7 separate regions of the Mus musculus genome follow, and all the other regions are linked to region 1. Evidence: chromatin contacts called from public promoter capture Hi-C data. All regions are on one chromosome and are shown on one strand. The core of a region is the stretch at or near the end of the contact, and the rest is flanking DNA. Distances in the headings are between cores, read along the strand shown. Region 1 holds the start of Spdl1 (spindle apparatus coiled-coil protein 1). Region 2 overlaps Slit3 (slit guidance ligand 3). Region 3 holds the start of 4930469K13Rik (RIKEN cDNA 4930469K13 gene). Region 4 overlaps Slit3 (slit guidance ligand 3). Region 5 has its middle 33 kb from the start of Gm12121. Region 6 holds the start of Foxi1 (forkhead box I1). Region 7 overlaps Slit3 (slit guidance ligand 3).

What was found. Promoter capture Hi-C pulls out the DNA fragments that hold promoters and counts their contacts.
Region 2: a promoter capture Hi-C map of hippocampal neurons shows a contact between it and region 1, with 9 times the contacts expected there. The contact joins the enhancer-like site here to the promoter of Spdl1 in region 1. A contact is called at or near these places in 15 of 39 promoter capture datasets (3T3-L1-derived adipocytes, the C10 cell line, the HPC-7 cell line and 10 more), 1 of 484 Hi-C or Micro-C datasets (female germline stem cells), 1 of 115 datasets of contacts at active chromatin or transcription factors (embryonic stem cells) and 1 of 9 other capture datasets (embryonic stem cells).
Region 3: a contact with region 1 is called in a promoter capture Hi-C map of embryonic stem cells, with 2.9 times the contacts expected there. The contact joins the promoter of 4930469K13Rik here to the promoter of Spdl1 in region 1. A contact is called at or near these places in 12 of 39 promoter capture datasets (the C10 cell line, the HPC-7 cell line, cranial neural crest and 8 more).
Region 4: a contact with region 1 is called in a promoter capture Hi-C map of liver, with 4 times the contacts expected there. The contact joins the enhancer-like site here to the promoter of Spdl1 in region 1. A contact is called at or near these places in 11 of 39 promoter capture datasets (the 3T3-L1 cell line, 3T3-L1-derived adipocytes, the C10 cell line and 4 more), 2 of 115 datasets of contacts at active chromatin or transcription factors (both in embryonic stem cells) and 1 of 9 other capture datasets (adipose tissue).
Region 5: a contact with region 1 is called in a promoter capture Hi-C map of stem cell-derived epiblast-like cells, with 4 times the contacts expected there. The contact joins the enhancer-like site here to the promoter of Spdl1 in region 1. A contact is called at or near these places in 7 of 39 promoter capture datasets (the HPC-7 cell line, embryonic stem cells, epiblast stem cells and 4 more) and 1 of 115 datasets of contacts at active chromatin or transcription factors (embryonic stem cells).
Region 6: a contact with region 1 is called in a promoter capture Hi-C map of pre-B cells. The contact joins the promoter of Foxi1 here to the promoter of Spdl1 in region 1. A contact is called at or near these places in 10 of 39 promoter capture datasets (the C10 cell line, HPC-7-derived erythroid cells, cranial neural crest and 4 more) and 1 of 9 other capture datasets (liver).
Region 7: a promoter capture Hi-C map of epiblast stem cells shows a contact between it and region 1, with 3 times the contacts expected there. The contact joins the enhancer-like site here to the promoter of Spdl1 in region 1. A contact is called at or near these places in 6 of 39 promoter capture datasets (the 3T3-L1 cell line, cranial neural crest, embryonic stem cells and 2 more), 2 of 484 Hi-C or Micro-C datasets (adipose-derived mesenchymal stem cells and ganglionic eminence) and 7 of 115 datasets of contacts at active chromatin or transcription factors (embryonic hindbrain, embryonic stem cells, epiblast stem cells and 1 more).

What each region holds. Positions count from the first base shown.
Region 1 is chr11:34,831,873-34,835,137 of GRCm38.p6, reverse strand. Spdl1 (spindle apparatus coiled-coil protein 1) reads left to right here and starts at 1,497. Exons shown (of 12, transcript NM_027411.2): 1 at 1,497-1,650.
Region 2 is chr11:35,637,919-35,641,183 of GRCm38.p6, reverse strand. The region is part of intron 20 of Slit3 (slit guidance ligand 3); the gene reads right to left. Among named protein-coding and RNA genes, the nearest start is that of Mir218-2, 23 kb to the right of the region's middle. Within about 2 kb of position 1,518, at least 21 of the 459 cell types and tissues checked have an H3K27ac peak or open chromatin away from gene starts, as enhancers often do. A contact at or near this core is called in hippocampal neurons, where this site is marked.
Region 3 is chr11:34,096,851-34,100,115 of GRCm38.p6, reverse strand. It overlaps 4930469K13Rik (RIKEN cDNA 4930469K13 gene), which reads left to right and starts at 1,562. Exons shown (of 5, transcript NR_155520.1): 1 at 1,562-1,600.
Region 4 is chr11:35,511,824-35,515,088 of GRCm38.p6, reverse strand. All of the region lies in intron 5 of Slit3 (slit guidance ligand 3), which reads right to left. Among named protein-coding and RNA genes, the nearest start is that of Gm39705, 31 kb to the left of the region's middle. Within about 2 kb of position 1,573, at least 29 of the 459 cell types and tissues checked have an H3K27ac peak or open chromatin away from gene starts, as enhancers often do.
Region 5 is chr11:34,167,900-34,171,164 of GRCm38.p6, reverse strand. No RefSeq gene overlaps it. Among named protein-coding and RNA genes, the nearest start is that of Gm12121, 33 kb to the right of the region's middle. Within about 2 kb of position 1,479, at least 35 of the 459 cell types and tissues checked have an H3K27ac peak or open chromatin away from gene starts, as enhancers often do.
Region 6 is chr11:34,206,364-34,209,628 of GRCm38.p6, reverse strand. It overlaps Foxi1 (forkhead box I1), which reads left to right and starts at 1,540. Exons shown (of 2, transcript NM_023907.4): 1 at 1,540-2,161. The coding sequence starts at 1,606.
Region 7 is chr11:35,382,812-35,386,076 of GRCm38.p6, reverse strand. The region is part of intron 4 of Slit3 (slit guidance ligand 3); the gene reads right to left. Among named protein-coding and RNA genes, the nearest start is that of Gm46277, 96 kb to the right of the region's middle. Within about 2 kb of position 1,801, at least 26 of the 459 cell types and tissues checked have an H3K27ac peak or open chromatin away from gene starts, as enhancers often do. A contact at or near this core is called in epiblast stem cells, where this site is marked.

The DNA.
Region 1 (3,265 bases), core at 248-2,747:
CTGTGTTGTGAGCAACTCCCTGATAGTACGTTTAATCACACATCCTTCCAAGGTCTATGTCACTGCACCTGAGAGATAGTATGTGATTTAATATGTTCTCTCTGAATCAAAGAACAAAACAAGGAATTCATAAAGATTTTAGTTACAGGTATTAACTAGTCATGACTGGCCAACGATAGAGGTTATCTTCCTGACTCCTGAGTTGAAGAATCTGAGAATGATAGAAGAAATGGAATTTGCTTCATTTAATGAAGAACTCAGTGGTGATTATATCTGCTTGATGGATCATTGTTGTTTATCTTAAAACAGTTCAGTCCTTTAAAGTCTGGTCTAGCTCCATCAGAAATAACGGTCTACAAATGAAAATGAAGTGAGAAAGTCAAAGGGTGTGGAGCATCAAGATATTAAAACTCAATGGAGGCAATGCAGGAAAGGGGAAAAATAAACACTGACTACTGGACACTGAAGGTAAAAAATCACTGGGGTACAGTGCAGGATTGGCCTCATGATAAAACAAACAAAAACAAAAAGAAACGCTGGTGATCTTGTCAAGAGACAATTTACTGTACAATATAACAAACTAATCCCAGCACTCCCGAGGCAGAGGCTGGAGGATCTCTGTGAGTTCATCGCTTGTCCGGTCTGCAGGGAGAGTTCCAAGACAGTCAGGGCTACATAGAGACCCTGTCTCAAAAAGCTAAATAATAACGATGATGATGAAACTGAATAGTGAAAACCTTCTCAGACGTTTTGTTATATAAAGAAAAACAAAACGGGAATGTTACTGACTGGAGTTTCCGATTCACTTTTGGAATGTGTCACTTCGGCACCTTCATCTACAGAGGGCAAAGATTCAACACAGTAAACCACGATAAAAGACATAGAGCCAAGCCCATAGATAAAAAAGATATGATGCCAGGTGCCAGTTACTAGAGCTCTCCAGATTTCCCATTGCTTAAAAGTGTAAAGAATAAGCAAGTTTACAAGGAATTTCTATTTAGACACGCATGCCCTCGAGCTGTACTGCAAAACCAGCTGGGTTCGTCTCAATAGCAGTCCTATTGCGGTGATTTTGAATTACTTAGGTTTTCTTTGGAGGAGACTTTAATTTCCTCTGCGCAAAGTGCAAGGGCTGGCAGGGTGGTTCGCAGTCCTAACTGGGGCGAGCCCAGTGGAAGGTGGCACTGTGCTGGCCCTGGTGAGACTCAACGCCTTAGCTCCTAAAGGCGACTGCAGGCGGGCCAGCGAGGGGCTGACAATACCTTCCGACCCGGCGACACTGGCGTTGGTAAAGACGACAACAAATAAATAAACCAGAGAAACACACTTCACTAAAAGCAGACACTTCTAAGAAAACGAAGCAGCAGGAACGCCCAAAAGCCCAAGTCGCGGAGCATGCACATGCGCAGTCTCTGCAAGGCGCCCCACTCGTTTGCCCCGGAGGCGCGGATTGGACAAGACATCTCGTGAGAAACGTGAGTTCTCGCGGGAACCGTATTCAAAAATCCCCGGCGCTTACTTAGCAGTGCTGCTGCCGAGTGAAGAGGGAGTTATTTCTGTGCTGAGGTGGAGTTAGTGTCACGAATCTGGGAGTCCAGTGCTCTCCGGACAGGCCTCCGGTTGCAGCAGCCAGGAAGCGTGAGGAGAGAGGTAAGGGCGAGCGTCGGGAAGGGTGAACCGGGAGGAGGTGGGAGGAACGCCTGTTCTCAGGAACCTGAGTTCTCTGGAGCCGCCTTCCGGGTCGGTGTAGTCTTCGGTCGGACCGCTTCGCTGCGGGTTTGACTGCAGAAGGATAAATACGGTGCTGGGTGGTCTGGGACCTCCGAGTCTTGAATTCTCCAGTACCCTTAGCCAGTGGTGCAGTCTGAATTAACTTACAATTATGTAGCAGACACACAGGACGGAGTCTCATTGTAACATCTCATTCGCTTATGTTTTACTTATTTACTTTTTTTGTTGTTTTTCTTTTATTCACATTATATCCCAATCGCAGCCCCCTCCCCACTTTCCTCCCAGTCCCGCCCCCCAATCCCTATCCCCACTACTACCCCTCCCTCTTTTCTCAGAGAAGGGGAGTCGTGTCCCCCCCCCCCCCCAGTACCACCTCATCCTGGGACATCAAATCCCAGCGGAGTTAAATAAGCATGTTCCAACCAGGCGGTCCAGGTAGGGTAAGGGGTACAATGGCAGGCAGCAGAGTCAGAGACAGCCCTGCTTCAATTGTTAGGGGACCTGCAGGAAGACCAAGCTGCATATCTGCTACACATACGTAGGGGGCCTAGGTCCAGCCCCTGCATCCTCCTTAGTTGGTGGTTCAGCCTCAGTGAGCCCCCATGGGTCCAGGTTGATTGACTTGCATGTCTTCCTGTGGTGGCCTTGACCCCTTCAGCTTGCTCAATTCTATCCCCTACTCTTCCTCACGAGACTCCCAGAGCCCTGCCTGATGCCTGATGGGCCTTTGCTTCTGCTTCCATCTGCTGCTGGGTTAAGCCTCTCAAGACACAGTTATGTTAGGGCTGCAAACATAGCACGGGGTCGTTAATAGTGTCAGGGGTTGGCTCTCTCTCATGGGATGGGTTTCAAGTTGTGCCATTCAGTGGTTCTGCTCCATCTTTATCCCTGAGCCTCCTATAGGCAGGAGAACTTTGGGCTTGAAAGTTTTGCTTGGGTTTGTTTATTTATCTATTCAATGATTACAGATTGCAGTGGTAACATTTTGGATGTTTGGGTTAAATGTTTTCACTTGTACTTATTTGTGAAAATGTAACTACCCCCACCCCCCAAAAAAAAGTTTAAAATCCGTTTGGCTGGCATGGTATTTCTGTTGATGCCTAGTAAGAATTCATGTGTTCTTAATCTAGTTAGATGCCTTTTACTCTTTTTGTTTTTGTTTTTGTTTTGTTTTGTTTGTTTTTCGAGACAAGGTTTTTCTGAATAGCCCTGGCTGTCCTGGAACTCACTTTGTAGACCAGGCTGGCCTCGAACTCAGATATCTGCCTGCCTCTGCCTCCCGAGTGCTGGGATTAAAGGTGTGTGCCACCACCTCCCGGCTTTTTTGTTTTTGTTTGTTTGTTTGTTTCCTTTTACTCTTTTTATCTTATAGAATCTCTAAGATAGATGAAGCAAGATGCTCACAAAACTTTTTCACATTGATGTAGCCAGTTGGATGTGGAAGTGAGCTTTGAGCTCAGATAGCTAGCTCATCCACAGAACTTGCTGACACTTAAATGCCTTATACGGGTTGGGTTTTTGAGAAGTTGTGGTG
Region 2 (3,265 bases), core at 269-2,768, 810 kb before region 1:
GTGCAAATGGCCTGGGGTCGCTTGAAGCTAGTTCTGATCCGGAAGGTCTGGGGTAGGACTAGAAAAATCTACATTTCTAATATGCCAAGACCTAATTTGGGCCATGAGTTTGCAAACACATGGCTGGGGTATCCAAGATCTACCACAAAGTGACCAAATTAGGCAGAAACGGGTTAAGGCAGGGCATGGGCAACCCTGGCAATGGCAGACAAGTTGGAATGTCTTCACTTGAGACCTAGCAGCAATTCTCTTCCTGTGGCCAGCCCCAGGAGAGCCACACAGCACAGAACTCTGGGCAGGACTCAGGAAGCCTCAAGCTGCCATGGTGTATGGGTTAGTATCATCATGTGGTCCTCTCTCGTGAGTCTGTTAAGTGCTATGCTGTACTAGGTGTTGGGGATATATAGGTGGACCAAATTCCAGTTCTGCCTTCAGGAAGCTTTATTCAAGGGCTAAAGTTCAGCTGTGCACACATTTAGGTTATGGCCTCAGGCCAAGGAGTTGGGCATTCGTTCATTCATTCATTCATGTATGCATATGTATTTATTTAGCAGCTGCTGTGTGCTAGGCACTGTCTATGCTGATGAATGAGGTAGCCAGGAAAGAAGGGGCGTGCTTGTGAGGAGATCAAAGCTGGGGCTTGCAGGAAAGGTGCAAGGACTGTGGTGGATAATGCAGAGAGGCTGGAGGACTCTGCTTCATGTTCAGTCTGCTGTCTTGAGCCAAGTGCCTCACCTCACACTGGAGCCTCCCGATTGATTACTATCTATTCACCTCTGTGTACACAGGTGAGTCTGTAAAACTCTCCGTAACACAGGCCAAACCACAGAGGGCTCTGCCCCATTTCACACAAGCTGGAGTCACCCATGCTGACTATGGTAACCAAGGGTAAACTGAGCTGTTTAACCCAAGGAAAGGAGAGGGACCCCTGAGTTTCCACGATGGGCTCAGGATGTTGCCTTGGCTTCAATCTTTGTATTTAGTGGGGGTGGGGGTGGGGAGAAACCGAGTGTCCCAGTGCTTGCTCATCTGTAAGTCTTCCTGTCTCACTTTGCAAAGTGAACCAACCACCTGCTTTTTGTCCCCTCTCTGCTGCCATAATCTTCACTGCTTGCAATGTCTATCTATTGCAGGTGCTAAGAGTACCTATAAAATACATTCACAGAAACATCTAGACCAAGTATTTCACCATGATAATTGGTACTGAAACCTAGCCAAGTCCAGACAGGAAACTACAAGGGGCTTACATCCCTCTGTGGATCTCATATCTGACCAAGTTGCAACTGCACTGGCCTTGTCCTTCCCTGAATGACCAAAGAGAGGGTGGCCAGGTCTTTGCCTGCACTGGTCCTGCCTTTGCCTCCTTGTCTAGTTTCCTCCCGTGACCTCAGTCCTCAAGTCTGCCTCTCACAATTCAGCTCCCCCCTCCCCCAGTGACATCACATGACATCTAAGACTCTGTGCATCATATCATGTTTCAGTCCCCCGGTAGCTTCTTCACCGTGAGTCTCTTCGTAGAGTCATGTTCACACACTCGCTGCGGCTTTCCCACACACTGCCTGGCAACAGCTAGACTCAGGAAAGATCACCCGGGCAATAAAAATCCTGGAACTCCCCAAGGGAGCTGCATCTAGCACAACAGAGTGAGCGGGAGCTGCTTTCGGTACAGGGTGTCCCCGTGCCCTGGCATCATGACTTGGGAGACACAGAATCAAAAAGCTCCACTTCAGAAATGCAGATGCAGCGGCAAGGGATGCTCTTTGTGGGGAGCCCTTGATGAGCGCTCTCAGCTCCAACATTGCCTAGAGCTGCAGTGGGGTCCACAGGGACCATTCAGAAACCTGCCCTCTGCCCCCAGCCTCAGAACCTGCTGCAGCTTTTCCAGCAGGTCAACCTTTTCCTTGACCTGAATTTAAATGCTCTCTCTCAGCCCTCACTCCGGAGAACTCACCTGCCTTGCATGACAATCCACACAGATCTCTGCACAGAGCACTCCCTGCTTTCTGCTCCCATTTCAAGCTTGGCAGAGCAGACCGGTTCTCACAAAGAATTCCAGGACCTGCTGAATGGAGGATGGAGAGGACAGCCACCTTCCAGGAGACCCTACTCCAGGCCAGGATTTCCACCAGAGGCCTGGGTGAAGTGGGGGCAGCTCGGCTGTCATTCTGGCTATCTAATAGCTGTGTAACCTCAAGGCAAGACACTTCAACTCTCTGAGCTTGTATTTACATAGCTGTAAAATGGAGCTTATGATAATTATTACCATGAAGAATTATGAGGGGCCCTATGGATAGATTTTAGAATAGTGCCCCAGTACACTAGTGTTGAATGATATTTGAAAATATATTCAAATACGTATATATTCATGTATATGTGTATATTATACCCACATGGAAAGATTTATATATATGTATGCATATATATGTGTGTATATCTAAGTATATATGTGTACACACACACACACACACACACACACACACACACACACACGGAGAGTCCACCTTTCTCTAGCCTCAGCCTGCACATGACCCTCTCAAGCTTCCAGAGCATGCATCTCCTCTCTCAGACTACCTGCTCCCCAGGACCCAGGTGCTGAATAGAAGACATTTCTACCAGGAGGGGCTTCTCTGCGTATGGACTTCTCCGGGCATGGGCTTTCGTCCCCAAAGCTCCTGGGAAATGTGACTTGACCACTGGTTGGTTTCCACTTTGAGTTCTCTCTGTTCTAAGTCTCCAAGGGCAGGAATCAGGAATAAGAGTGTGACCCTGACTGTTCTACTCCAAGACTGATGGCAGCATCTCCTGAGTGTGTGAACAAGCACTCTGGGTCTCAGTTCTCATCTCTTGCTAGGCATGCTTCCCCAGCACGGAGGAGAGACCCAGCTCTACTGGACATGAATTTTCCTCAGTGCCCTCAGCCTCCTGATAGCACTGACTGGCATCCTCTCCTAATGTTACCCTCTGGCTCTCCCTGTGTCAGGGTATACCGGATAGTTTTATGTCAAATTGACACGACCAAAAATCAACGGACAGGAAGGAACCTCAACTAAGAAAATGCCTCCATAAGATTGCGTTGTAGGCAAGTCTGTAAGGCATTTTCTTAATTAGTGACTGACAAGGGATGGAGGCATGAGGGCAGGAGGGGCTGCAGCCCATTGTGGGTGGTGCCACCCCTCAGCTGGTGGTCCTGGGTTTCATAAGAAAGCAGGCTGAACAAGCCACAAGGAGCAAGCCATTAAACAGCACCCACCTCTGGGCCTCTGGG
Region 3 (3,265 bases), core at 313-2,812, 740 kb after region 1:
GGTGCAGGAAACTATGAAGCCACAGCACCAAGGAGGGCTGAGTCTGGAAGACTGTCTCTAGAAATTTGACAATTGTATGACTATCACACTTAGAAAAGGAAGGCATGTCAGGGAATGTCTAATTCTGGATCGACAAATCCCACTAGTGATATGAAGGACGCTTATATGGGGCCCATAGGCATCAAAACACATATACTCGTGGTGAGTTACACCTCTTGCAATTCTTTCCATCTTTCTGACTCTATTCAGATGGAAGTCTCAGCTTGTTCTAAATGGCCTGTGACACTTTCCTGACCAATAAGAACTCGTTTTAAACAAAGACCAGGCTCTGACACGGCATCAAGCAAGAGGCAAGCTCACACAGCATAAAATATCACCCTGTTTTCATTGCCTGTGGGTCCTCCTGTTTACCTTCTGGTCACATTTTACTCCACTTATACTGGGGGTGTGTTTTTTTAAAGTAAATTTAAAAGGAGTGGAGTCTAAGATGTGATAGTAATACTAACATACTAGGTACCGTAATAATGCAGGCTTCAATAAGCTGTTATATGTTAGCAATGACTGAAACTTAGCCCTTGCCTCTCCCAAGGAAACCCAATGAGGAAATGAGGGCTCAGAAGAAAAAAAGATACTCTTGTAGAGCCACACAGCTAGCTATCATCAGGACTGATGCTCAGTTCTCCTATGGCTTCCTCATCTATTTAACTCAGCATCAGACAAACTCAACATTGTTAAACTGGAGATAAACAAAACGTAAAATGACCAACAGGCTGTGCTGTGGGTTGCCACCAGGAAGGAACTGGTTCGATAAGGCACTGAACTGTAGGAGAGGCCTGGGGAAATCAGAATGTCCTTGTACCTGATGCTGGAGACCTACGATCTCGGCACATCTTGGATAATAACTCAGAGCACCATGTCAAATACCTGGGGCGGTTTCAAAGCGTGTAGCGTCAGGGATTCCTCTTGGAATCAAGCACAGATGGCTTGAATCCCAGCTTCTTCACTTGGCAAGAAATCACTGTGTCGTCGGCTCATCTGTATCCTATTCAGCTGAAAAATTTGTAAGCCTGATACCAGTAAACAGTTACAGGACAGTTATTACCAGCCAAACCCCTCTGATTAATTATCTTACTTAGCCCTCAAAATATTATTCCAAGATATTTTTATAGCTCCTAAGATGGGGGTGGGAATTTGGTCTTAAGAGTTTATTTAGTGTAGGCTTCAAACCAAACCAGTCAGTCTAGAATCTGCCCTTAGCTCCAGCACTGCACTGTGGAAAGAAAATAACCCATAAGGGTTATAAAGCTGGCACCTAGGAAGCAAAATTGTCAAGGCCTTGTTGGTAGTCTCAAGAGGAGTCACTTGCAGCCTAGAATCCGCAATTTTCCGTTGAGTTTCTTATTTAAGACTACAATTCCCAGAATGCCACGGGTGTAGGACCAAACCAATCAAAATGCTGTGGGCATAGACGCTGACCAATCAGGTAGACAGAGACACTAGCCAATCAGGAAGCATAGCCTGGATTTCCCGCCCTCTCTCCACAGCTAATGTTGACTTGACTGACTGTTGAAGGTTCGGCCTCACCAGATCCGTTGACGAGGTGATTTGTGGTGATCATTTGGAAAGTTGAGGCGTATTTGAAGCCGTTCAGTAACCAAGCTAACTTCAGGGCTGTGGAGTGGGTGGGGAAGGGGCACCCAGAAGGTGAACGAGGCCTGTGTAAACTTCCAGAAACTTCCAGGCGGTGGGAATTTCCAGGCTGCCTTAGGCCCGGCCTCAGGGGCTGAGCGAGTGTTGTGCACTGGGAACTCGGGGACCCCTGGAGAGTAGAGATCCTCAAAATCTGCTCTTGAAAGCCTCGCTTGAGGTTTGAGGGCCCTAGCAGGGCTCTGTGGGCACGTGCATCAGTGGTGTCATGCCCTCCCTGTATAGCATGTTGACTTCTGACGTGGCCTAGTCCTCTGGGTGTGGATCTTCTGTGCCCAGTTAGTAGCCATTTTTATAACTATAAGGCTGAGCTGTGGCCAGCCCTGTGGGATTCGAGCCTCCTAAGTCTTCTGATGCTCTCTCTCCTACCCACTGGGTGGAGCTCAGGACATTCTGATTCATTTACTTCCGTTTCTGTGTTTTATTATTAATAATTAGGCTTTATACTTATTCTTTAAAACTATATTTCTACCCCCCCCCAAAAAAAAACATCCAAATCTTGGATTTGGCATGTGCACGTGAGATTGTTCTTTATGCTCTTGTTTTAATATTCAGGATCTTAGAGGTTATGCAAAGCGTGTCTCTCTCCTTAATGTCTGGAGAAAAAAAGAAGTTTTACAGCTGCCATGAAGGAAGTGAGGGAAAACAGGATACATGACTGAAATTCAGGAAAATACAAAAACACGGGCTAACTTGGTGATTCACTTGATTTCATTATCCAGCACAAATAATCCTCACCTGTAACTACCCAGCTTTTACCTGGCAGGAACAGTCTAGGCCAATTTCGGTTTACTTTTCAAGTCATTTTGAGGAGTTTGACTAAAAAGCTAGTTAACATCTAGTCAGCCATCCCTCTGGAGACAGTCTTGGTTAGATATATTTACTGTGCAACGTCGTGTATTTCAGATAATCCAGTGCTTGCTTAATCCTTTCTCGACAATGAATTATAAACACGACATAACATTTTAGTTTTTAGTGTGTGCTTAAAGAAATTACAAGTGGCTACTGTCATTCAAGAGTAAGAGACACGGAATCAACAAAAAATTAGGAAAGCCCCCACACAATTGATAACTGTAAGGTCGTTTGTAAATGTTGAGGATTTCTGAAAAGGGGACTTTGTTTCTATTGTAAGGGCCCCATCTTGTGGATGTGTCTTGGATGTGAGAAGAACCCTCACCCTAAGAATTCCACTTGCAATGGTTCTCATCTGGAAAACCAAAACAGGTTGATGCTTTCCTGGGTATAAGAAAAGACAATGACTTTAGTTCTGAGATAACACTTTTTTTTCTTTTGTAAACTACCTAAATTTTAATTTTTTAAAAAAATATACATGTGTGTGTGCCCTGTGTTGCATGGGTGTCTGAAGAGGCCAGAAAAGGACATTGGACCCCTGGAGCTGGAGTTGTAAACAGTCCTGGGGAACCATTGTCCAGTGTGAGTGCTGGGAATGGAATTTAGGTTGAAGGAGCTGTAAGTCCTCTTGACTGCTGAACCACCTCACCAACCCCCCAATGCAAATAGCTCTGCTCCTATATATTGCTTCTGTTTCTCTTTTATA
Region 4 (3,265 bases), core at 324-2,823, 680 kb before region 1:
CATTTTTCAGTATCATCACGTTGGTGGCTGGTGTTCTAGTCCCTTCCTGCAGTGTCTTGCTCTCTAAGCTTTCTCTTCTTTCTTGCTGTGTGTGCTCCAGGCATACTAGCATTGACTCTTCCACACACTGTTGTCTTCTTGGAGATCTTTCACACATTGTTGGGAATATTCTTGTCTTGAGTGAACTCCTACTCACCCTTCAAAACCTAACATAGGCCACTTCCTCAGTGAAGACAGAATCACTCTGATTTCCCAAGTCTCTCCACATTCTTGCCCTTCTGCCCAACGAAACCTGTCATAGTTTTCTTTGTGTTGCTGTGATAAAGAATTTGACCAAAACTACCTTGAGGAGGAGAAGGTTTATTTGGCTTACAGAATATGTCTTTGAAGGAAACCAAGGCAAGAACTAAGGAATGAACAGAGGCAGGAGCCTTGGAGGGAAGCTGCTTCCTGCCATGTTTCCAGGCTAACATTCAGCCATCTTTTATATAGCTGAGGTTCACTTGCCTAGGGATAACACCGCCCATAGTGGGCCAGGCCCTCCTATACAAGAGAATGCTCCACAGATGCACCTATAGGCCAATCCAAGGGAGGCAATTCTTCACGTGAGGTCTCCCTTTTCACAGATGTGTCAAGTTGACAACTGGAGCTAATTTTGACAGAGCCCTTGACCTATGTCCTACACATGCTAGCGCATCAGTCCATCCTCCTGTTGAACTGTGAACCCTTTAAGTATAAGGATGGTTGTTTAAGTATAAGGAAGGTTGTTTGTAACACTATTTTTGTATGAAACATTGGAACACTTGTGCATGTACTCTGGTAGGTAATATCCACCATCAGTATAAGTATAAGGATGTATCTGTGTCTTTCTGCCATGAACCACCTGAGCACTGTGAACCTCTTGGTGATGGACATGGCAGAAAGTGAATACATATGCAAGTTATTTCTGTAAGTCACGCAGGAACGGGTTGACAAACGAGCCGCATCATTTCAGGGGCTGAGAAGTGCTCTGAAGAAACATAACTGGACAATGGGGTAAATGTGGAGGGCAGAGGGGGGCTGCCTTAGGCAGATCTGGGAAGGCAGCTCTGAGCTGAGCCTGAAGGATCAGGAGTGGAAGTATAACAGTCCCAGAGCACTGCGTCCTGTGCAATTGGAGCAGTCAAGAGCAAAGGTCCTGAGACAAGAAGGGCTTGTGGTGCCCACAGGATGACAATGGACCATGTGTGTGCACATGTGCGTGCATGTGTGTGTGTGTGTGTGTGTGTGTATGTGTGTGTACATGCACGCGCACACACACATATGTGTGAGCTGAGCTGAGGGACACGGGTCACACAGAGCCTTGATTTGGGGGTGACCAGGAGTCCAGCTGCCAATCCAGGTAGGGTGACAGAATGATCTGCCAACACAGATGGCACCAAAGAATTGGGGGTAGTGTCCCTCCCTGCTCCTCCCTCACCCTCTCATGGGTTGGAGACAGCTCTCATTAATCTCTGGTGGAGGCAGTGCTACCGCACCGCCTAACTAGAGAACACAAAGACTGCCTGGCAGGCTTTGTTTTCAAACCGTCAATTCCAAATTCTGCTAGCTGGCAGAGACAGCGGCTATTGATTTTCCCTTCTGGAATGCGTGTCCTACAGAGTCCTCGCAAATAGAAACTGAAAAACAGAGGAAAACATGACTGCTGAGAAAGACAGGGCCAGGGGACATTTCTTTTTAAAACAATTTGTGCTGGGGTGGGGTGGGGTTGGATCTTCTCATCTACTACTGGATAGTGGCTTGTTTTCTCTAGCTCTGCTTCTTTCCTCTTAACCTTAGCTCTGCTTCTTTCCAAGTTCTCTTGCTTTCTTGCTGCACCTTTATTTAAGTACCTAGCACAGTACCTACAGACAGCAGGCACTTAATACTGGCCCAATGAATGACTGCACACAGGTGCGCTTCTCCGTGGGCTTTCCTCCAGATCAGTTTGTTTGAGCAATTGTCTGGTTTCTTTTCGACTTAGCACCTTGTTCCTTCCAGACAGGTTGCAGAGAGTGGGACTCATTCTCTGCGTTCAGCTTGCTGTAGCTGCTTGGAATGGAGTCCCCAACTAATGACTGTCTTCCCTAGAAACCAGGAAGTAATTAGGGGCTTCCCTCGGCTGCCTGGGGAGGGGCACAGGACCAAGTCCCTCAGAGAGAGAGTGGCATGCCAGAGCCTCCCTAGTTCGGTGGTCTTCAGACACTGCTGCCTTTGTTTTGGAACTGATGAAGGTCACGTGGTTTCCTTCTTGTGGGGGTGGAGGGGCACTCTGGAGTAGGGTATTTGTTTACTCTGTATTCTTCCTGTTTCTGGGATGGCTGCAGGGGAAGAAGAGAACTACTTATCTGTCTAGAATTCAAGGATAGCTAGCCAGAATACTAACTGTGGTCTGGATGGAAAGTCTTACTCTAATTTTGTCTGCCAACTGCTACTCAATCACACACACTGATGGGAAGTTCATTTTGTCATCTGGAAAATGGGAGGATCGCAAGGTTTTTTTTTTTTTTTTCCTTTTTGAAAAGTACAGCAGGGTAAGTGAAGAGAATTCATTCTAACGTTACAGAGCTTCCATTCAAACATCCCAGCCAGCCTTTGCTTTTTCTCTTCCTAATGCAGCATAGAGCACTGTGGACAGGTCCAACCCACTGGCATCTCACGCACCGTTTGGTTTGAAGCTTATACTGCATCCCAATAGCTCATCTTTGGGTCATATTTTACACAAGGTTAGATCAACAGCAGTGTATTTCTAAGCCACATAGTGTGGTGGAAATGGTCTGGGGTTTGTTCCTCAGTGACTCTGAAACATGGCTCCACGTGGGTGATGGAGTTCTAGCAGGAGAGCTTCTTCAATGGGTCTTCTGAAACCTTCATTTCCAAAAAGTACCTCTTATAGTCCATAGTCCATGCCCCCTCCCACTACTTCCTCTCTTTGAGAATGATGGGAACAGAACCCAGGCCTTGCACATGCTAATCACGTGATCGATCACCGAGGTGCACCCTCAGCCCCAGATGCCAGCCCTCTGTGAAGTTGCTGTTAGCTCCAGCCCCGCCTCTTCCATTACCCACATGGTGGTTTTCTCTCGGGATTACAGGAACCTTTGCACTGCCTCCCTCATTCAAATCAAGAAAGTCCAGAGACGTAGTGTGGCTTTGCTAAATGCCCTCAATCAGAAAGAACAAGACAGGGTGTCAGATTTGTTCCTTTTCCAGTACACAGATGACATTCTGTTCACACTGTCCACGG
Region 5 (3,265 bases), core at 230-2,729, 660 kb after region 1:
CTTGGGTGATGTTACCAAGGACATTTAGTAATATCTGGAGATATTTGTGCTTGGCACACTGGGAACTGAAAGCACTTGCCTTCCCTGACATGGAACACTTGCTTTCCCCACTTTCACAGGTTGAAATCCTGGTCCCCAATGTGCTAGTATTGGGAAGTAGGACCTTTGGGGGTCAGAAAGGGGGTCGGTGTTCATATAAAAGGGGCCACAGAAGGCTTTTCCTCTCCACCTTGTGAAGGATCCAGTGAGGAGGTATCAGTCTGTGGATGGGTTGCTTCCAGGCTTCCAGCCCTCATGATAAAGAACCGTCTGCCTCAAGTGTCAAGTCTACCATAGCAAGGGCGAGAAGCCAGTTCTGGCCCATCGCACACCCTGCTGTGGTTGCCTCTTCTAGCTGTAGAGATGGGGGTGATCAGAGGCAGGCAATCACCCAGACGTGTGTCCTTTAAGAAAAGAAGAAGGGTAATAATGAGGGATGCAGGTTATGAGGTGGGGGGATATGGGTCATCTTCCCCCCACCTTCCTTGACAAGTGTCGCATGGAAACAGCACAGGCGTAGGAATCCAAAAGATGCTATCTACACATGCATTCCAGTTTTTTGGCTGTGGGGCTCTGGGCAAGTTACTTCATTAGTCTTGAGTCTGATTCTTTAAGTAAGAATCCTGCCTACTCGATGGTGTAGGTATGATGGCTAGAAATGTCCACATCTGAGAAGTGGTAGTGAAGCCTAGCCTGTGGATGGCTGTGCTCAGGTCCCACCTCACAAGCTCCCCTCAGCACCCTTATTTCCCCTAACCTGATGCTGGCCCTCCGGCAGGTAGGCAGGGCCTTGCTAACCTTATTTAACTATGCTCGTCTCTATACACCGAGCCTCCTCCTCTGCCTCCTAAGCCCTGGACTTCTGTCCCAGCTTCCAACCACTGTCCTAAGCCATCAGAGATGCCAACCTGGGTCATGCGCTCTGGCTTGTATGGTGGTTCCTGGCTGCAGGGCATCTGAGGATATTACAATGTGTATAGGGCTGTGGTATGTTTTCTAAGGCATGTATGCATAGGTTTAAGTGAGTCCTGGGCATGCTTGCCTGTGTGTCTCATGGCATGCATGTAGCCTGAACTTGTCTTTGTTCCCGTTAGCCCTGCTGTTACCCAGAACAGGCTGGCCCGGTACAAATGCAAACTGTGTCCTATATAGTCTAAAATTCTGAAAATGTTCACAGCAGTCACAACAAAGCAAGAAATAGAGGGTGGGTCTCGCTAGGCCTAAGACAGACAGTTTGACACAGGCACTGTCCAGGGCTAACTGCTCTGAACACATAAATGTTCTCTTTGGAATTTTTGAGTTGATAGTCTGGGCAATGAGGAGCAAGAAACAGGAAATACTTCTGTAAAATTCCTGCCTCCGCTCCAGCCCCCACCGTGCTTCGCCCCTCCCTGACCCAGATTTGTCCCTTGCCTCGGGAAGATATCCAATTACCACTTCTTTCAGAACTTCATTCACCAGCAGGCTTATGCAGAGCTTTTCTCTTTGTGCACTAAAGCCTCAACCTGCTGACCTGGCCACTGTATAAACACCCCAGGCAGGTGCCCCAGAGGACCCAGAACCCTTCGTCTGGTAAGCCCTGGCCCTGACTTCTGTCCTGTGGCTTAGGAACTTGCTGGGGGCTGTCCAAGTCTCTGGTCCCCAACCCTACCCTCTCCCCCATATCCAACTGGTACTTTGAGAGGGGCTTCAGTGACCTGTTGGCATAAAGCCAAGGCATCACTGCTGTCCCCAGTCACATTGCTTGGTTCCACCTTTACTAGAGGTGAGATAAGCCGCCATCTGGGAGTACAGATGAGCAGGGGCCTAACAGTGCTTTTGATGCAAATAGAAGCCTAAATCAAAAGGCCTCTTCCTGGGTTAATAGAGTGATTTGGTTAAAAGTTTAGAAGCATTTCACCACAACCTCTGTCCCCAGCAGCCTGCCCTCAGTATTTGCATATGTTTTGAATGAAAATTGTCAGGAACATGCAAACTAGACAGCTAAATGCATCTTATCAGATGGCTGTGGGGAATCTTGGAGAGGACCAGATAGGAACAGGTAAGGCCTGAGGCTCTCAGGTGGGTCTGGGCTCCCAGGATAGCCACTGCATCAGCCAGGCCTGATAAAAGGCCTTCTCAATTTCAACAGCCTCAGCTACTCAAAAAAAAAAAAAAAAAAAAAACCACCTGCGGCAAACTCCATGGGACCTGGAGAAAGATAAAGGAGCCTTTATGTCCCTCTGGTCTGGTTGAGGTCACCTGTAAGGAATAGGGTGAGGGTGCCCCTCCCTCTACCAGAGGCTGATCAAGTAGCCACTAGTCGTGATGGGCACATCGGAGCCATTAATAAGCTGCCTCTTCTTCCCTCAGGATTGGGCTCCTTCAGCTGTGCTTACAAATAATATCTGTCATGAGAGAAATTCTACATATGGACTTTTTTTTTTACATGTTCTCAAACATGTTTGTTTATCGCATCATAAATGTTATGTAAGCTCTTTCCAGGGAAAACAATCACCATGCAAATACACGAAAGGAAAAAGATTCCGAGAGCATGTCCCCCACGACTCTACTGCTCAAAGGATTACCACAGTTAACTTCCCACCATCCTCCATGCTCACCTTTCTGCTCAGGCCCAGGGGATTCTACATCTGGACCCTGAGCCCCTTGCTTCCCTTGGCCACCATGTTTACGTTCCTTGGGATTTCTCAGAAGTGCACCTATCCTTTGGGTACGCAGTAGCATCCATCTCTTAACCACTTCACTCTTACCCCTTGGACTGACTGTTGAACATTCAGTTCTTGCAATCAGAGGCTCCCCTGACTCTGACATTTTGTAATGATTTCAATAATGTGTTTCTTTAGTGAATTTTTCAAGACCAGTCCTTGGGCAAGCATTTTGTGTGAAGTAATCCGTACAAAAGAAAGAGCTCCAAATTACTGACATACAGAGATCTTTAATGTATTCAAGGGTTAACAGAAAAGCCCAGAGAGTAAGTAGACATATGTTTTACAGAATGCCTCTCACAGCACAGGTCTTGTGCCAGGCTTCCTGAAGTAGCTGGTAGCTTGATTCAGAGAAGTGTCCCCAGCACTTTGGAATGTGCTTGTCCTTATAACAAACACAACAATGGTAACAATGACATCATCGTGCTAACCATTAATTGAGTATCTTCCATATATTGAAGACTTGTGCACATCCTAACAGCAATAAGAATGCTAATCATGTTGAAGTAACAAGGTTAACT
Region 6 (3,265 bases), core at 291-2,790, 630 kb after region 1:
CAGAGAGAGTTATAGACAGCTCAGATGCCTTCTCTTCCACCTGCTGCATCAGAGGTGGTTCAGCCATTACCAGAACCTCATCAGGAAAGAGCATCCTGGAGGAAGACCTCCAGGCACTGACACATGCTCAGAGCCTGGTGTGTGTGTAAAGCAGAGAGAGAGGTTGGGATAAGCCACCTTTAAGCTGGGATCTATGTGGAGCCCCAAGAGAAAACTGGCCTTGGCTAAGCAGCAATGGGAAGCGGGGCCTGCTTGTAAGCACTGTCTCTGAGACTAAAAGACAGGAGAAGGACGAGAGCAGCCGGTGTGTGTGTGTGTGTGTGTGTGTGTGTGTGTGTGCTTGCATTGCCTAGCTCCGCATTGCCTAGCTCCCTCAGTGCCAGGGGTCTCTGCACAACAACTTCCACAGATGTTGGATCAACTGAGGATCAGGGGAGACTGCTGTGCCTTAAAGCTAGAAAGAAACTTGAATCGTGGGTGTTCTTTCTCATTTCTACCTAAAATCCAGTTCCCATCCTCTATCTTTTGATGTTCTTTTTAAGAGCCCTGCTGCTCATCTTGGGGGGTTTCCAGGCCATGTCCACAGCAGCCTTCACATTGTCTTCTTTCGGCCTACAGTGTGTGTGTGTGTGTGTGTGTGTAAGTCTCTGTGTGATATGTGTGTGTGTCTCTGTATGTGGTATATGTAAGAGTGTGTGTGTGTGCATGTGCATATGTGTATGGTATATGTGTGTGTGGTATATGTAAGAGTGTGTGTGTATGTGGTGTATGAGAGAGAAAGAGAGAGAGAGAGAGAGAGAGAAGAATGAGAAGGGGGAGGGGGAGATAGAGAGAGAGGGAGGAATGGGGAGGGCAAGAGAGGAGAGAGAGAGAGAGGGAGGAGTGGGAGAGAGAGAGAGAGAGAGAGTTAGGAGCAGAAGGGAGCCACATGTGTCCTCTCCAGAGGCCAAACTGCTCTCTGACTCTACAGGAGCTGTAGAGTGTCCTGGCAACTCTAGAAAATGCATCTAGCCTTCCAAAGACCAAAGCATGAGCTGCTGATATATAGGGGTGGGGTGGGTGAGGTGGGTGGGGTGGGGTAGGTGGGGGTTCATCAGAGAATGAGGGGCAGGAGTGGAAGGGAAAACAAGGGCTCAAGAGCAAGAAACAAGAGTGAGAGACAGAATGAAGCAGGCAAAGAGAAGGGAAAGAAAGTGTGAGAAACAAAGAAAGCAACACAGAATAGCCTGTGGAGAAGATGGGAAGGAGGGAGAAAGGCAGGGAACGTGAGGAGGGAGGGAAAATGCAAGGGAAAGAGAAAGGTACTCTGGAACGATGGGAAAGAAAACAGGGGGAGGATGGAAGGGAGCTCTTGTCACTTGGGGTACTGGTTCCAATAAGTCTCCTTTAGCATGTCATTAGTGGGAACTAAGGCCACAGGCAGCTAAGGCAAGAGGGAGGCGGGCCCTGGTCGGGAGCTGCTGGCAGGTGGCCGCCCCTGGGTGGGGCCACCCAGCCAAGCCCTGGGGGTATAAGTCACAGGAGGCCAGGACCTGCTGAGCACCTGTCAGGGGCAGCTCCAGAGAACACAGGTGCGGCCGGTGGCTACCCGAAGCCAGCTCCAGCATGAGCTCCTTCGACCTCCCAGCGCCTTCACCACCTCGGTGCAGTCCCCAGTTCCCCAGCATCGGCCAGGAGCCCCCGGAGATGAATCTTTACTATGAGAATTTCTTCCACCCTCAGGGCATGCCCAGTCCTCAGCGCCCAACCTCCTTCGAAGGTGGTGGCGAATACGGGACCACTCCCAACCCCTACCTCTGGCTCAATGGGCCGGCCATGACCCCACCACCCTACCTGCCTGGCACTAACGCCAGCCCCTTTCTACCCCAGGCCTATGGCATGCAGAGGCAGCTACTGCCCAGCGACCTGGGCTGGCTGCCCATCCCCTCTCAGGAAGAGCTCATGAAGCTGGTACGCCCACCATATTCCTATTCAGCCCTCATTGCCATGGCAATCCACGGTGCGCCCGACCAGCGCCTCACACTGAGCCAGATCTACCAGTACGTGGCCGACAACTTTCCCTTTTACAACAAGAGCAAGGCTGGCTGGCAGAACTCCATCCGCCACAACCTGTCACTCAACGACTGCTTCAAGAAGGTGCCCCGAGATGAGGACGACCCAGGTAAGACAAGTAGCAGTGCATATGGAATAGGAGACCATCCCTTGAAAGGCTGTAGGCATCCCTGAGGGCTCATTTTATTTTTGTTCCGAACTCTGTTCTAAAAAGTTCTGACTGGAGCTGCTAGGAGACAGAGCTGAAGGGAATCCACAGTAGAGGAGAATGTGAGCCCTGGGAACAGATTCAGGCTTCTGCTGTGCCTCAGTTTCCTCGTCGAAAGAATAACAGGGAGGGGAGTTGGTCAGTCTTTGATGTGCGCCAACACTCAGAATCCTGCATGTGTATCTCGGTGCCCAGCACATGACAAGTCCTGGGCAGGACTAGACCAAGCCAAGCCAGAGTGTGTCACAGCCACACCTGTAGTAGAGAGGACCTGACCATGGCTGGGCACCGCTGATGGCCCCATGGCACAGCTCTGACCTTTCCCTCCATTTGGAACCTCTTTTAATGCTGGCAGCTCTCTATATAGGGTGTCTTTTAGTGAACCCATTGCACAGATGAGAAAAATAGCATTTGTGTGTAAAGCTGCTTCTCTAAAGTGGCATAGACCGGAATGGCAGTGATCGTATTCAGCTCAAATGGCGTAGACCAGAATGGCAGTGATCATGTTCAGCTTAAATGCAGCTCCTACACTAAGACTGGAGCATCCCTTCTAAAAGGTGAGCAGGAGACATTGCCGAGAGGAGTGTGAAGCATTCCGACATCCAGTTTCCAGGCCCAAACACTAGTGTTGTTCTCACATGGGAAGCCAGGGTTGGAACTTTTCCACTGCCCACTCTGAAGTCAGCTCTGGTCAGATCTGTTTGTCCCTCAGAAAGGAGACTGCCTTGTGCAAATCTTCAACCACTTTCCAGCTCAGAGTAGCGGGGAAGAGCTGGGGCTTCCATTCTGGTGGCACCTCAGTTGTACGGCTCTTGGACACTTACCGTGTCTGCCCTACATTTCCTCAGTGAGCCCGGGGAAGTAAGGATAGTTTCCAGGAAACTGAGATTTAGCCAAAGTCCTTAGTCACTGAGGAACAAAGACAGAGCTCAAATTGACCGTCAAGTCTTGGGAATCCAGAACTGCTTTCTGGGGTTTCCTAAACCTTAGTAATAGAAGCTCTGA
Region 7 (3,265 bases), core at 552-3,051, 550 kb before region 1:
TCCGTTAGCACCGTCTCTGCTCTCACACTGTGTTACCAAACTGTGAGAATAAGGAGAGAAGAGACCTGCTTGGACTCCTGGCCTTGACTGCTCTCCTATCTTTCTGTAACATAATTGGAAGGGCAACTCATAGCTGCAAGTGTTGGCAACCCTAGCCAATCCTGCTTCCCACACTCTCTCCAGTAACTCTCCTTACCCACCTTTCTAGAGCCTGTGACTGGGTGCCCCCGTAAGTGCTGACTTGAGGCAGCCAACATTTGCTTGAGGTAAGTACCCTGGGGCTTGCAGGATTGGAGACAGGAAGACCTCTTCCCAGGAGGGAGGCAGCTGAACCCTCAGAACAGGATGGAGGCAGGGCTGCCTCCTCAGTTTCATAATTAAAAACTGAAACCCGATACTCTTCTGCTAGGAGAGACAGGACCACAGGTTTCATCTTTCAAAGGGTTACCTGGATCTTTATTAAAGGCTGACTCGTGCCTAAGACTGGGTCACTCCCACTCAGCAGCCTCCTGACCTCTGCCCCTCACAGCATTTTGGATGTAAAGATGTAAGGTGGAATTCAACTCTGGCTGAACAGGACGCTGGAGCAGTGGGAGCCTAGGGCAGATCCTAAGTATACCCTGAAAAGATGAGTCTATCTGTTCAAGTCTCTGTTCAAATATTCTCTCGAGAGGAAGACCTTCTTGGATCCCAAATTCAGTTCTTTGACACATTTCCCTTTTCCTATTTTCTTGTGGCACTCACCCCTGTGTCTCATGAACCTAGTAGCTTCCTTGATTGATGCTTCCTAGGCGATGGGCTCCAGGAGAGGAACGAAGCCTGTGGAGCTCACAAGGCAGCCCAGCTCTCCACAAACATCATAGTCCTTGCATGGGGGGGGGGGGGGGGGGCGGGGAGAAAAACTCAAAACACGAGAGGAAATCTAAGACGCCTGCCTGCCAGTGGGGTCTGGATTACAGAGACTGTTTTGTTGAAGGAAGAAAGAAAGGAAGGAAGGGAGGGAAGGAGAGGGAGGGTAGGAGAAAGAGGGAAGGAAGGAGACTCAGTTATGCTTTTAATCTTGATAATCAAACTTTATGACACATTCATAGACTGGCAGGGATCCTTCGAACACGATACTCAAACACTAAAGGACTCAGGAAGGTAACACTTCTGGTAGTATGGCTCATGTTATATTTTGTAAATTCCCTCTCTCCCTTCTGCCTGCCAGTCCCCTCTCTCTCCTCCTGATACTTCTCTCCCTTGACTTAGCAAAGTTTCTGAGCCCAAACTGACCAGAGTCTGGATCTAGGGACCTGGAGTAGAGATTTACTATAAATTTGATGAGTCAAGAAACCAATGAAGTATTGGTGGGGTGTAAATGGTGTGATTAACAAAGGAAAAAATAAACCAAGAGAAAGTAAACAAACAACAACCGTAACTACAGATAGTAGCAGCTGGGTTTCATTTGACTGAATCTGCAACAGAGTTTCAACCTTGGCTCGGCAGGCACATGCATTTGAAGGCAGCTAGGCAAGCTTGCTTCCAAGGGCTCCCCTGCTTGTGAAAACTGTTCAAAGGGCCTCAGGTAGGGAAGGGAAGCAAGGAGAAGGTAGGTGGCTGTCTTTTGCAGGAGCTTGAGAGATAACCTCAGCCAGGCGCCTTTGCTGGCAAAAGGCAAAACCTGGCTGAGGATGAGGGCTCCCCATCCCTACAAAAACAAAGCAAAAGCAAAAGGAACTGCTGAGTAAAAGAGCAGGCAGCTTCTACAAGCTGATGGCCTTTCTGTGTATTAGAGCAGGCAGCTTCTACAAGCTGATGTCCTGGGCCGCCTGTGGCCTTTCTGTGTATTAGAGTAACAAAACAAGAGCACATCTGGTCTGTCCCCTTGTGATAATCCTGCTGTCCCCTGGGTGGCTGCTCTCATGGTCAGGACATAAAATACTCCTGCAAAGGCAGGTTTCGGGCATGTTCTCTGGTGACCCTGCATCCAGCAGGTGTGCAGTTGGGTGTTGATGGCTGTGTGTTCCTGCCCAGAGGCGCTGGGTTCTGAGCTCCCCCAGACTCAGCCAATAATTGAGCTCCCCCAAACAGTATCTCAGCATGCACAGGTTCTAAGTAAGTAGGGTCAGGCTGAAGAAGTTTCTGATGTCCTCATCCAGAAGTCACATAAAATGCACAGCCGGGTAACTTTGAGGAATTCACCTTAGGAACCTGCCAACCTTTTTTTTTTTTTTTTTTTTTTTTTAAAGAAATTGCAATATATGTCCCCAAAGAATCTCCCAGTTCAAAATGGTTTCTATATATGAAAGTTATTTCCCTCTAAATTATCTTTTTTCTTTTTAGTTTTTCTTTTTCTTCTGCCGTTCTTTTGACCCTTCTCTTTGTCAACACTCCTTCTACCTCACAAGGGGAAGGCAGTCCCAACAGCATACCATGGAAGCTAGAAGTCAGGAACTATACCCCCACATCTGGCGCATCTGGGGATCCAAGGTCTTCCTAAAGAGAGACTATTGGAATAGAGACCTGAACGAGGAGAAGGAGCCCTGCTCTGGGTAGACGCATCCACTTAGGAGCCAATGCTAACTTGACTATCCAGTTCTGAAATGCTAGGACAAAATCTTCAAGTCTCTGGCTGGATGACCAGTAAGAGGACTGGGCATTCAGCAGGCGAAAGTGGTCTAACAAGGTCCAGGGGGTCCAAGGTAACACAGCTCTGCACCTAGGAGCACGGGCTGATCCAGAAGCCCAGATACGTGCAGGAATGTAACATCTCTGCCACAGCAATGAAAGCAAGGCTAACGGGTGGAATGGCTGGCAACCAAGCGATCACGCTGATTATGCTGGAGTGGATTTTATAGATCCAGAAAGCCTTGTTAGGAGAGGGGCATTTTGTCTGCAAGCTTAGCAAAAACTGCTAATTAAAACCGTATTTTTTCATTAGCTCTCTCTATTCGTATAAGTTGAGAAATCACACCATTTGTGACAGATCTGTCCATTAAACACATATGATAAGCGTAATGATCATCTATTGAACACTGGCTGCAATGCCAAACTCCTATATAAATCTGTCCCCTAATCTGCCATAAAGCAGGGACTGATGCACAGTATTTAGTAGGTTCTCAGCCACAGGACCTGATTTCTCTGCACCCTAGTCATTTGAGAAATGAAAGAGATTGTGCTTTAGCTAACATGGGATTACTATGATTTTTTCCATCAAAAATTTACATAAAGCATTTACTATAGTAACAATATAGTATATATTATACAAATATTTCTTGTTGTA